2 separate regions of the Bos taurus genome follow, and region 2 is linked to region 1. The links are chromatin contacts, called in public Hi-C maps. All regions are on one chromosome and are shown on one strand. The core of a region is the stretch at or near the end of the contact, and the rest is flanking DNA. Distances in the headings are between cores, read along the strand shown. Region 1 holds the start of CBR3 (carbonyl reductase 3). Region 2 holds the start of MORC3 (MORC family CW-type zinc finger 3).

Region 1 (5,208 bases), core at 950-3,449:
GAAATCAGTAACAGCAAGGTATCTGGAAAATCCCCAAGTAGTTGGAAGCTTAAAAAAAAATACTTCTAAATACCCTTGGTCAAAGAATATATCAAAAAGTAAATTAGAAGTTACCTATTTTATTTTTATTTTTTTGGCTGCACTGCATAGTTTATGGAATCTTAGTTCCCCAACCAGGGATTGAACCTGGGCCCTTGGTAGTGAAAGCACAGAGTCCTAACCACTGGACTGCCAGGGAACTCTAGAATTATTTTAAACTGGTTGAAAGTGAAAGCACAATGTATCTGTGTTTATGGGATGGCACTAACATAGTATTAAAAGGGAAATTAATAACCCTTAATGTCTATATTATAAAAGAAGAAAGATTTCAAATCCATGATCTCAGCTTCCATAGTTAAAACTCAAAAACCAAAACAAACAAAAAGAAGCACAACACAAACCAACTAGGAAAACGAGCCAATAAAACCCCAAATGAGAAGAGAAGAAATAGACATTAGAAAAGAAACATAACCAGAAAAAATAGAGAAAAAATCAATAAAATCAAAAGCTTCTTCCTTAAGTAAATGAATAGTTCTAACCAGATAGATCAGGAAAAAAAAATACGAAAGACAGAAACTGCCAATATCAGGAGTGAGAGAAGTGGCATTTCTATGGATATTACAAGATTAATAAAGGCATATTATGAATGACTTCATGACAGAATCAATAACCTAGATAAAATATACAAACGTTTTGGAAAACATGAATTAAGCTCTCAAGAAGAAGTAGAAAACCTGAGTAGCCCTACCTTTTGAAAAGAGAGATCCAAATAATCTTTAGGGGAAAATGAAAATAATTGCTGAGCCACAGCAGGTGCCCACCTTCTGACCTCACTTGTTGATTTGATGAAGAAAGTGCTGTCAAGGTGACAGGCTTGGGTAGCTGAGCCAAGCTGTGCTTGGGAAAAGCTCAGTCATGAAATCACTGCTCTCCATAAACCTGAAAGTCACCAATCAAACGCACTCAGATCACACTAAAAAGAGTGGGTTGAAGAGTTCTAATTGCTTGTCCACACTGTGACACATCTTTAGGGATTCATTTTCAGTTAAATTTTGTGGGCACAGAGATTTCACTGGGAGAAATTATATATATATATCTATATTAATATATATGCTGCTGCTGCTAAGTCGCTTCAGTCGTGTCCGACTCTGTGCGACCCCAAGGACTGCAGCCTACCAGGCCTCACCGTCCCTGGGATTCTTCAGGCAAGAACACTGGAGTGGGTTGCCATTTCCTTCTCCAATGCATAAAAGTGGAAAGCGAAAGTGAAGTCGCTCAGTCTCGTCTGACTCTTAGCAACCCCATGGACTGCAGCCTATCAGGCTCCTCCATCCATGGGATTTTCCGGGCAACAGTACTGGAGTGGGGTGCCATTGCCCTCTCCCATTAATATATATATATATATATATACACACACACACAAATGTATATTCTACTTATTTAGTTGCTAAGCCTTGTCCGACTCTTTGAGAGTCCACAGGACTGTAGCCCGCCGGGCTCCTTTGTCCGCGGGATTTCCTAGCAAGAATATTGGAGTGGGTTGCCATTTCTTTCTCCAGGGGAGACACTTGGCACCCACAGGAGTTATGCAAGATGAATAAAAACATTCCGGCAAGACGCTTGACACACAATGGGAGTTTCATAAACACTCTTGCTCACGTGGGGGCGCACTGGGATCCCACAGAGCTGGGTACCCGGCCCACACCTGGAAATCTGTTCTTGGGACCTTTTTTCTCTCATTCCCTCTTTTGAGTTTCTTTGAAGCAAGGAACGGGATCGAGGTCCTGAGAAGGAGGTACCGTGTCGAAATCATTTCACTGTAGTCAAGAAAAAAGCAAGCATCCTCATTTCGTAGAGGATGGCAGGCGCACGCCCAAGAAAACTGTCAACACTTGTTTTTCTCCTTTGGGGTTTCTCCTGCGCTAGTTTCTTCATTCAAACTGCAGTAAATCTTCAGACCCTTTCGACTCACCACTGTCTGGGTTCTGCTTTAGGGGAACCCCCTCTCCACCCCCGTAGACCACTGCTTGGCTCAGTTGTGGCTCAGAGGCGGGATCAACAGTGGGCGCTTCGCGGGGAGGGGGCGGACCCGGGAATGGGGCGTTACAAAACATTCAGGAACAGACCGCCCCTCCCAGGAGGGGAGGGATCGAGGACCGGAGCCTCTTTCTCTACAAGTCACAGCGCTGGAGCCTAGAACCCAGTTCTTCCTGGCTTCTCAGACTGTGGACCGGCCTCCGCAGCGCGCGCCGCAGGTGGCCCACGGCCCGGATCGCTCTCCACCCAAGGGCCCCGCGCTCCCTCCACACCGGCCATGTCGTCCTACACCCGCGTGGCGCTGGTCACCGGGGCCAACAAGGGGATCGGCTTTGCCATCGCGCGCGACCTGTGCCGGGAGTTCCCGGGGGACGTGGTGCTCACGGCGCGGGACAAGGCGCGGGGTCGGGCGGCCGTGCAGCAGCTGCAGGCGGAGGGCCTGAGCCCCCGTTTCCACCAGCTGGACATCGACGACCTGCAGAGCATCCGCGCCTTGCGCGACTTCCTGCGCAAGGAGTACGGGGGGCTCAACGTGCTGGTCAACAACGCGGGCATCGCCTTCAAGAGTAGGTGAAGGGGGTGGTGGGAGGTCTCCGGCTCTCCGAGGGCGCCCCGCGACGAATTGCACGCGCCCCCCGCCCCCACCAGTCCACTGGAGTGATCGGAAAGGCAGCGCCCGCCCCTCGGGATGCGCTCAGCTCTCGCCTCCCACGGCTGGTTCTCGCTTCCCACGGAGTCTTGGGAGCGGTTCGTTTCGCTCGAGAGCAGCCGCGGTGCCGGGCACAGCGTGCCCCGCCTGCCCGCCGGCCTGTGCGGGCCTGTGAGCCACAGTGCTCCACCCGGGACCCTCCCAGAACCATCAGCTGCTGAGTTTTGCAAGAGAGTCGGTCTCCGAGGAGGGGACCACGCCCTGCTAAGCTCATCAGCTTTCTAATGCCAGAAACATTTGCTCTGCGAAGGGTCTCCAAGCTCTCTTTGGGCTTTCGCTTTCCCTCAAAGGGCGCATTCATAGACACCAGGAGGCATCTGCTCGGGACAGGAAGTGAGTCTCAGAGACACGGATTAGCGCGCATATGCACGCTAGTGGACTTGGGTCTCTTTAACGCAGGGCTTTGATAGGCTCTGGCAAAAAGGAAGCGAGTGTGGTTCCCACCCCCAGGGAAGCTCGGCTTGTTATCAAACATAGACGGTTTGTTCTGGGTTTTTCTTTTTTAAGGGTGGTTTTAAGTAGCATCTTTCTTTGGAGAGGGGCAGGGAGATGGAGATTACTTGCTCCATGACTCGAATAAGAAAGTTATTGATCTGCCTTGTGCTGCGGGTAGAAATAAAAGGCCGGCCTCACTTACAACCTAATGGGAAAGAGAACTCTAAGAGGCCGAGCGGAGGAAAACGAAGCATTGTGAAGCCTGTCTTCATTTCCCTCGGCCTTGGGCGTTGGACCGCCCGGGGCACCCGTTGGGGCAACTCAGTCTGCCGGGTTTTCTGCGCGCTCAGGCGGGGAGTTGGCGGACACCCCCTCGGAGCCCGCAGCTGAGGGATGGGTGGACAACACATGGGGGGCATACTGACCTCATCTGGCAACCCTCGCCCCTCAGCGTTTGGACCCTCGACCAGCAGTACCTGCGACCCTGGGAACTGCGGGAATCGCAGAACGGCCAGCCTCAGACGGACACCTGCTGAACTGTAATCTGCATTTTAGCAGAATCGCCAGGTGCCTCCTCCTATGCCCTTTCAAGATGGGTTTGACCACTGCTGCTCCAAGTGTAGCTCACAAACCGGTAGTTGGAGCGTCACCTGGGAACTGAATTAGAAATGCAAATTATGAAGCCCCACCCCGGAACTCCTTAATCCCAAACTCTGGGGGCAGGGCCCAGAAAGCTGTGTTCTAACAGGCCCTGCGGATGCTTCAGATAGAGGCTGGACGTCTGAGAACCATCAGCCTCCTGCTTTTAAACATCTTTGCCTGGGCTGGATCTCCGTTGTTGTGCCGGCTTTTCTCTAGCTGTGGCAAGTCGGGACGGCTGTCTGGTTGTATGCAGGCTTCTCACTGCAGTGGCTTCTCTTGTCGCAGAGCAAGGGCTCTAGGGTGCTCGGGCTTCAGTAGTTGTGGCACAGGGTCTCAGTAGTTGCGGCTCCAGGGCCCTAGAGCACAGGCTCAATGGTTGTGGCCCACGGGCTTAGCTGTTCTGCAGCACGTGGGATCTTCCCGGATCAGGGATGGAACACATGTCCCCTGCATTGGCAGGCAGATTCCTTACCACTGAGCCACCAGGGGAGCCCTTGAAATTGTTTTAGTTACCTTGCTTTGCTTTTAATCTGAGGTAAGATCCACTTTGTCTTGAGAATTTCAGGGGGGAAATGTGTGACTTTGTTTCCTCCTCTTTTTGAAAAGCTGATGACCCAACACCCTTTGACATTCAAGCTGAGATGACGCTGAAGACAAACTTCTTTGCCACGAGAAACGTCTGCACCGAATTACTGCCTATAGTCAAACCTCATGGTGAGTCCAGCTTTGCTGACCGTCAGGTTGTCTCCCTTAGCAAGGAGTGAGCCACAGGGACCCGTCCCCCAGGAGTCTTCCAGGTGGGCTATTTCTCCGTAGGGGAAAAAAATAGAAAGCTGTGTTATCTTCTCACAGTACCTGGCTTCTCATCTGAACATTTCAGCTTTATTGAAAGACAGGTACTTTACTGTTCAGTTGCCAAGTTGTGTCCAACTCTTCGAGACTCCATGGACTGCAGACCGCCAGGTTTCCGTGTCCCTCACCATCTCCCGGAGTCTGCCCAGGTTCATGCCCATTGAATCGGTGATGCCATCCAACCATCTCATCCCGTACCAAATTTAGGGAAGAATTATTTCACTTTTCCTTCCTGACTTGTGTGTTGGTAGGCATGAGTTCCCTTAGCCGAGTCTAGATACGTACATGTGTAGATACCCGATTCATTGAGGAGAAGGGGATGACAGAAGATGGGATGGTTGGATGGCATCACTGACGCAATGGACTTGAGTTTGAGTAAGCTCTGGGAGTTGGTGATGGACAGGGAAGCCTGGCGTCCTGTAGTCCACGGGGTCACAGAGAGTCGGACATGCCTGAGCAATTGAACTGAACTGAAGGAAGGAGAGGGGATCTAA
Region 2 (5,208 bases), core at 777-3,276, 160 kb after region 1:
ACGCTCAGTCGTGTCCGACATCCTACTAATTAGCCCAGGACCCAGCTCAAGGTCAATAGAGATACATGTACAGGAGCAAAAGGACTAAACTGCATATGAGAAAGGATTCTGTTTATCAGGATGAAGGGTGATAATTTTTTAGGCAAATCCCCAAAGTACAAGTCTTCATCTCATTAAGTGTTAGTCACTCAGTCATATCCAACTCTTTGCGACCCCATAGACTGTAGCCCACCAGGCTTCTCCGTCCATGGGATTCTCCAGGGGAGAATACTGGAGTGTGTTGCCATTCTCTTCTCCAGGGGATCTTCCCTACCCAGGGTTTGAACCCAGGTCTCCTGTCTTGCAGGCAGATTCTTCACCATCTGAGTCACCTCATCTCATTAAAGTTTCACAACATGATGACACTGGCGGGCATGAGACGGCTTTCTTCAGTGTAATTCACGTCCAGCCCAGTCAAGCACTTCAAGTGCACCTTTTTGGGTCACCAACACCCATGGCACCTGTCTTCAAACTTGGGGACCTCAAGCTGCAAAAGGAAAATCAAAAAAGAGTCAGTTTTGTACTGCTAAAAGAACTCTCCAGAGTGGAGCCAGAGGCCATTGAGGAAGTGACTTATGTCTCTGCCCAGACTGAATCTGACCTTTTGACCACTTATCGTCTAACAAAGATATCCAGGACATTTGCATAGGGTTCCAGAAATTCAAGACACTTATCTGGCCCATACCCTAAATAACTGGTGACAAATCCATCCCTTAAGGACGAATATTTTCTTTTACTATCAAAGTCAATCATAATTCCTGCAATACAACTTTAACAAAACTTGTGGATTTTGCCTTTATAACCCCCTGACTCTTTCTCTTCCCCAAACATTCTATTTTGCTAGAACCTGTGTATCCCCAGTTGTAATCCCCAAGACCCCAGACAGAGCTCTTTATTATTTGCAGCCTCCATACTGATTAATATCAATTAATCAGGAGAAATATAACCTCAGATATGCAGAAGACACCACCCTTATGGCAGAAAGCAAGGAGGAATTAAAGAGCCTCTTGATGAAGGTGAAAAGAAGAAAGTGAGAAAACTGGCTTAAAACTCAACATTCAGAAAACTAAGATCATGCATCCAATCCCATCACTTCGTGGCAAATAGATGGGGAAACAGTGACAGACTTTATTTTCTTGGGCTCTAAAATCACTGTGGATGGTGACTGCAGCCAAGAAATTAAAAGATGCTTGCTCCTTGGAAGAAAAGCTATGACAAACCTAGACAACATATTAAAACACAGAGACGTTACTGCGCCTACAAAGGTCCGTCTAGTCAAAGCTACGGTTTTTCCAGTAGTCAGGTACGGATGTGAGAGGCTGAGCACCAAAGAACTGATGCTTTAGAACTGTGCTGCTGAAGATGTTTGAGTCCCCTGGACTGCAAGGAAATCAAACCGGTCAATCCCAAAGAAAATCAATCCTGACTATTCATTGGAAGGACTGATGCTGAAGCTGAAGCTCCAATCCTTTGGCCACCTGATGCAAAGAGCCGACTTACTGGAAAAGATCCTGATGTTGGAGAAGATTGAAGGCGGGAGAAGGGGACGACAGAGGATGAGATGGCTGGATGGCATCACTGACTCAATGGACATGAGTTTGAGCAAACTCCAGGGGATGGTGATGAACAGGGACGCCTGGTGTGCTGCAGTCCATGGGGTCGTGAAGAGTCGGATACGACTGAGCGAGTGAACAACAAAATACCGATTACTGTTTGGCAAAGCCTGTAGGTTCAGTTACTACAGTCACCAGGTTGAGCCTTACGCATGCGCCTTACTCTGCAGGGCCCCCGCCCGGAGCCTGAAGCCCACCCACCTCTCTAGCCGTCCCGGCTTCCTTAAACCCCCGGGGGAATTTACCTGCCCTAAGCTCCCAACTACAAGGCGCCGGGAGGCGGAAGTCGGGGGGCGGGGTCAGCTACACGCGCCCCGCCCCGGAAATAGGCGGGCGCTCCGCAGCCACCTCCCAGTCTGATTGCGGCTGAGGCCGGTCCTGGCTTTGTAACTCGCTCAAGATGGCGACGCAGCCACCCAGCGGGATCCGCCTCAGCGCGGTGAGCAGCCGCGAGGGGTGGAGCGGGCCATGTCCCAGGAGGGCGGGCAGGCGGGCAAGCGAGGCGCGAGGGGGGAGAGGCCGGCGGTGGGCGGGGGCGGCTCGTCGGCCCGGCGCGGCGGCTTGGGGCCGTGGCGGGGCCGGGGCAGGCGGCGGCGGCCATCTCGCACCCGACGGCTGAGACGCGCGGCGGCGGCGGCGGCGGGGCAGGGCCGGGCCGCGTCTCGTTTCGTTTCCTCGGGTTTGGGTTTCTGTTTCGCCTCCGCGGCTTCGGGGCGGGGAGGCCCCTCCTCCTTGGCTCCCTCCCCCGGTTTGCCCCGCAGCTGTCGTCCGAGGGCGAGGCCTCGGCGGCCAGCCCGCCCCTCGGCCCCCGGGGGCCCCTGACCCGTTCCCGGCCTCTGCGGGCCCCCGGAGCGTCCCGGACTGCGGGGGGAGTGGCCGTCGGCGGCCAGAAATGCCCCGCGGCCTTGACGTCCTGGCGGCTGGCCCCGGGGTGCTGCGAGCTGGGACTCGTCTTCCTCATTCATTTCAATTCCTGCCGCCTTCCCTCCTGCTTCCCTGGGTGGCTGAGACGGTCGGAGCGTCCGCTCGCAATGCAGGAAGCCCGGGTTCGATCCCTGGGTGGGAAGATTCCCCTGGAGAAAGGGAATGGCAACCCAGTCCAGTACTCTCGCCTGGGAAATCCCATGGACGGAGGAGCCTCGTAGGCTGTACAGCCCACGGGGTCGCCAAGAGTCGGACACGACTGAGCGACTTCACTTTTCCCTCCACTTCATCCATCGGGAATCCAGATCGCTCCTAGGTGGTCACCGAGCTCTCCCGGTTTGCCCCGTCTCGTCTCCTGGCGGTGTCTCGTTCCGGAGCTTCTCGGCCTCTTGGAAATCCTTGAGCGTGTTTTATACCTGTGCGTTTTTGTTTTTGTTTTTTTTCCGGAGGGGGCAGCCACACAATAAATGAAAATTTCTCTGCCTCAAGAGTGTGGCAGAGAACCCCTACCCGATTCTCCTGAAAAAGTTGGCCTTGTTATGCAAAAATATACCTCTTCTCATCAGGGTGTTTGCTCAGGCCAGAGATTGGCTGTGCCAGTCTCATTATTCGAATGGTAATACCATTGCTTTAAAATGGTATTTTTGCCTTTTGACTTTCATTTGGCGAGATTCCTAACAGACCCCTCCTATCTTCTGACTTTTAACATTTTTTCCTGATGAGTGTGAAATTTTGCTTTACATTTGACTGAGAAGCTGAAAGTTTGTCACACTTCATTCACCCTTTTGATTTTGGGTTAAAAGAAACCTTCGTATAAAGAAAAAAAAAACAGCCCTGCATATTCCTTGCCCATTTTTCTATTTTCTGTTTCTTTTGAGGGGAACTTTTAAATTGGTTTATGAGTATTCTTTACATATCTTTAATAAAGGCTCCTTGGTTCCTAAGTGGTTTATTGAATGAGCTTGTATTTAGTAGATGGAATACAGAGAGCAATTTTATTCTTTCTTACCGCTGGCCTTAGACATTGTTGCTAATTCACCGGAGTGAATCTGGGCATATCCTGTTGCTTTCCAGTTAGCCTCAGGTACTGTTTAATCTGGGCTTCCCTGGTGGCTCAGACAGTAAAGAGTCTGTCTGCAGTGTGGGAGACCCGGGTTCTATCCCTGGGTCTGGAGGATCCCCTGGAGAAGGAAATGGCAACCCACTCCAGTATTCTGAAGTGACTTAGCAGCAGCCAGTATTCTTGCCTGGAAAATCGCATGGACGGAGGAGCCTGGCAGACTACAGTCCATGGGGTGACAAAGAGTCCGACACGACTGAGAGACTTTACCTGCACTTTCACTGTTTAATCACCGGGCTTCCCCCGTGGCTCAGATGGTAAAGAATCCACCTGCAATGCTGGAGACCTGGGTTCGATCCCTGGGCTGGGAAGAGCCCCTGGAGGAGGGCTTGGCAACCCACTCCAGTTATTCTTGCCTGGAGAATCCCCATGGATAAGGTAGCCTGAGGGCTATGGTCTATAGGATCGCAAAGAGCCGGACACGACTGAGCGACTAAGCACTTTAGCATTGTTAAATTACTTGAGAAGCTCTTCTTCAGTTTGAAGCCCGCTCCTTCCCTCAGATTGGGCCAAATTTTGGTCCAGAAAACTGGTGAGGAAAAGTGAACTGGGTTGTTTTTGTTTTTGTTTTCTTTCCCTTGCTGTTTCTGTACTTTGATTCTCTTCCCCACTCCCCAGCCCCTCCCAAGTTGCTGTCTCTGTCTCTTCAGGATTGAGAAGACAAAGAGAGCAAAGATAAGGGTCAGTACCATCTTGAGAGACTGGCACTGCGGTTAGCTGGTTCTCTGGGTGCAGCAGCTGCCCATGTGCTACATCTTTGTTTTGTGGCAAATACGGACTGTTTTGAAGCTCACTGTTGGAAATCTATCTGCAGCTTCTGGACTGTATTCCAAGTGGTCTGTTGCTTTAGGACAGGAGTTGGCAAACTGCAGTTTATGGGCCAAATCCAGCCTGCCACCTGTTTCTGTATGGCTACAAGATCCTTAAATGGTTGGGGGAAAAAAAGATCAAAGAATAATGTTTCGTAACATGAAAATTATGTGAAATAGATATTTCCGTTCCCATAAATAGTTTCATTTTTGAAGGTTTGATCATCCCTTTGGTATAGCTCTCAGATGTTGTTTATGGATTTGTCAAAAATCACAGAACATAAAGTGACACCCATAATGTGTGCAGATTTAAAAAAATCATTAGGTCTGTAAATTCTGAAATGGAATGCAGAGTGACAGAAACTTAAAAGTTTTGCTTTTTGCCTCCATGATTCTAAGTAAATGCTGATACCATTTTGTTGTTTTCCAGAAATCCTGCTATAGATTTAAGTGACACATACGCACACTCTTCAGTTCACTTTTTCTTTTGGTTGAATTACCATATGATTTATTATCACTCTTAGCATTATTCAGAAATGAGCCAGCCAAAACTGTGATTGCTTTTTCTTTGCTGTATAGCTTTGTGTTTTCCTTGAAGTTAGTAATTGATTTGTATTTGTTTGCTTAGTTTTTCTCTGTACTGATTACTCTTTCATCCAAACTTTCAGACAACTGGAAAATGTTTTCCAGATGTGTTCAAGCA

What was found. Hi-C and Micro-C count contacts between places; a contact is called where the count stands out from the background.
Region 2: a contact with region 1 is called in a Hi-C map of skeletal muscle, with 4 times the contacts expected there. The contact joins the promoter of MORC3 here to the promoter of CBR3 in region 1. A contact is called at or near these places in 3 of 11 Hi-C or Micro-C datasets (blastocyst, liver and skeletal muscle).

What each region holds. Positions count from the first base shown.
Region 1 is chr1:148,438,717-148,443,924 of ARS-UCD2.0, forward strand. CBR3 (carbonyl reductase 3) reads left to right here and starts at 2,200. Exons shown (of 3, transcript NM_001075734.1): 1 at 2,200-2,642; 2 at 4,469-4,576. The coding sequence starts at 2,354.
Region 2 is chr1:148,602,862-148,608,069 of ARS-UCD2.0, forward strand. MORC3 (MORC family CW-type zinc finger 3) reads left to right here and starts at 2,027. Exons shown (of 17, transcript XM_059889577.1): 1 at 2,027-2,994. LOC101903402 (collagen alpha-1(I) chain) reads right to left here and starts at 2,617. Exons shown (of 3, transcript XM_059889579.1): 1 at 1,898-2,617; 2 at 1,540-1,718; 3 at 1-526. The coding sequence starts at 2,617. The coding sequence ends at 2,084.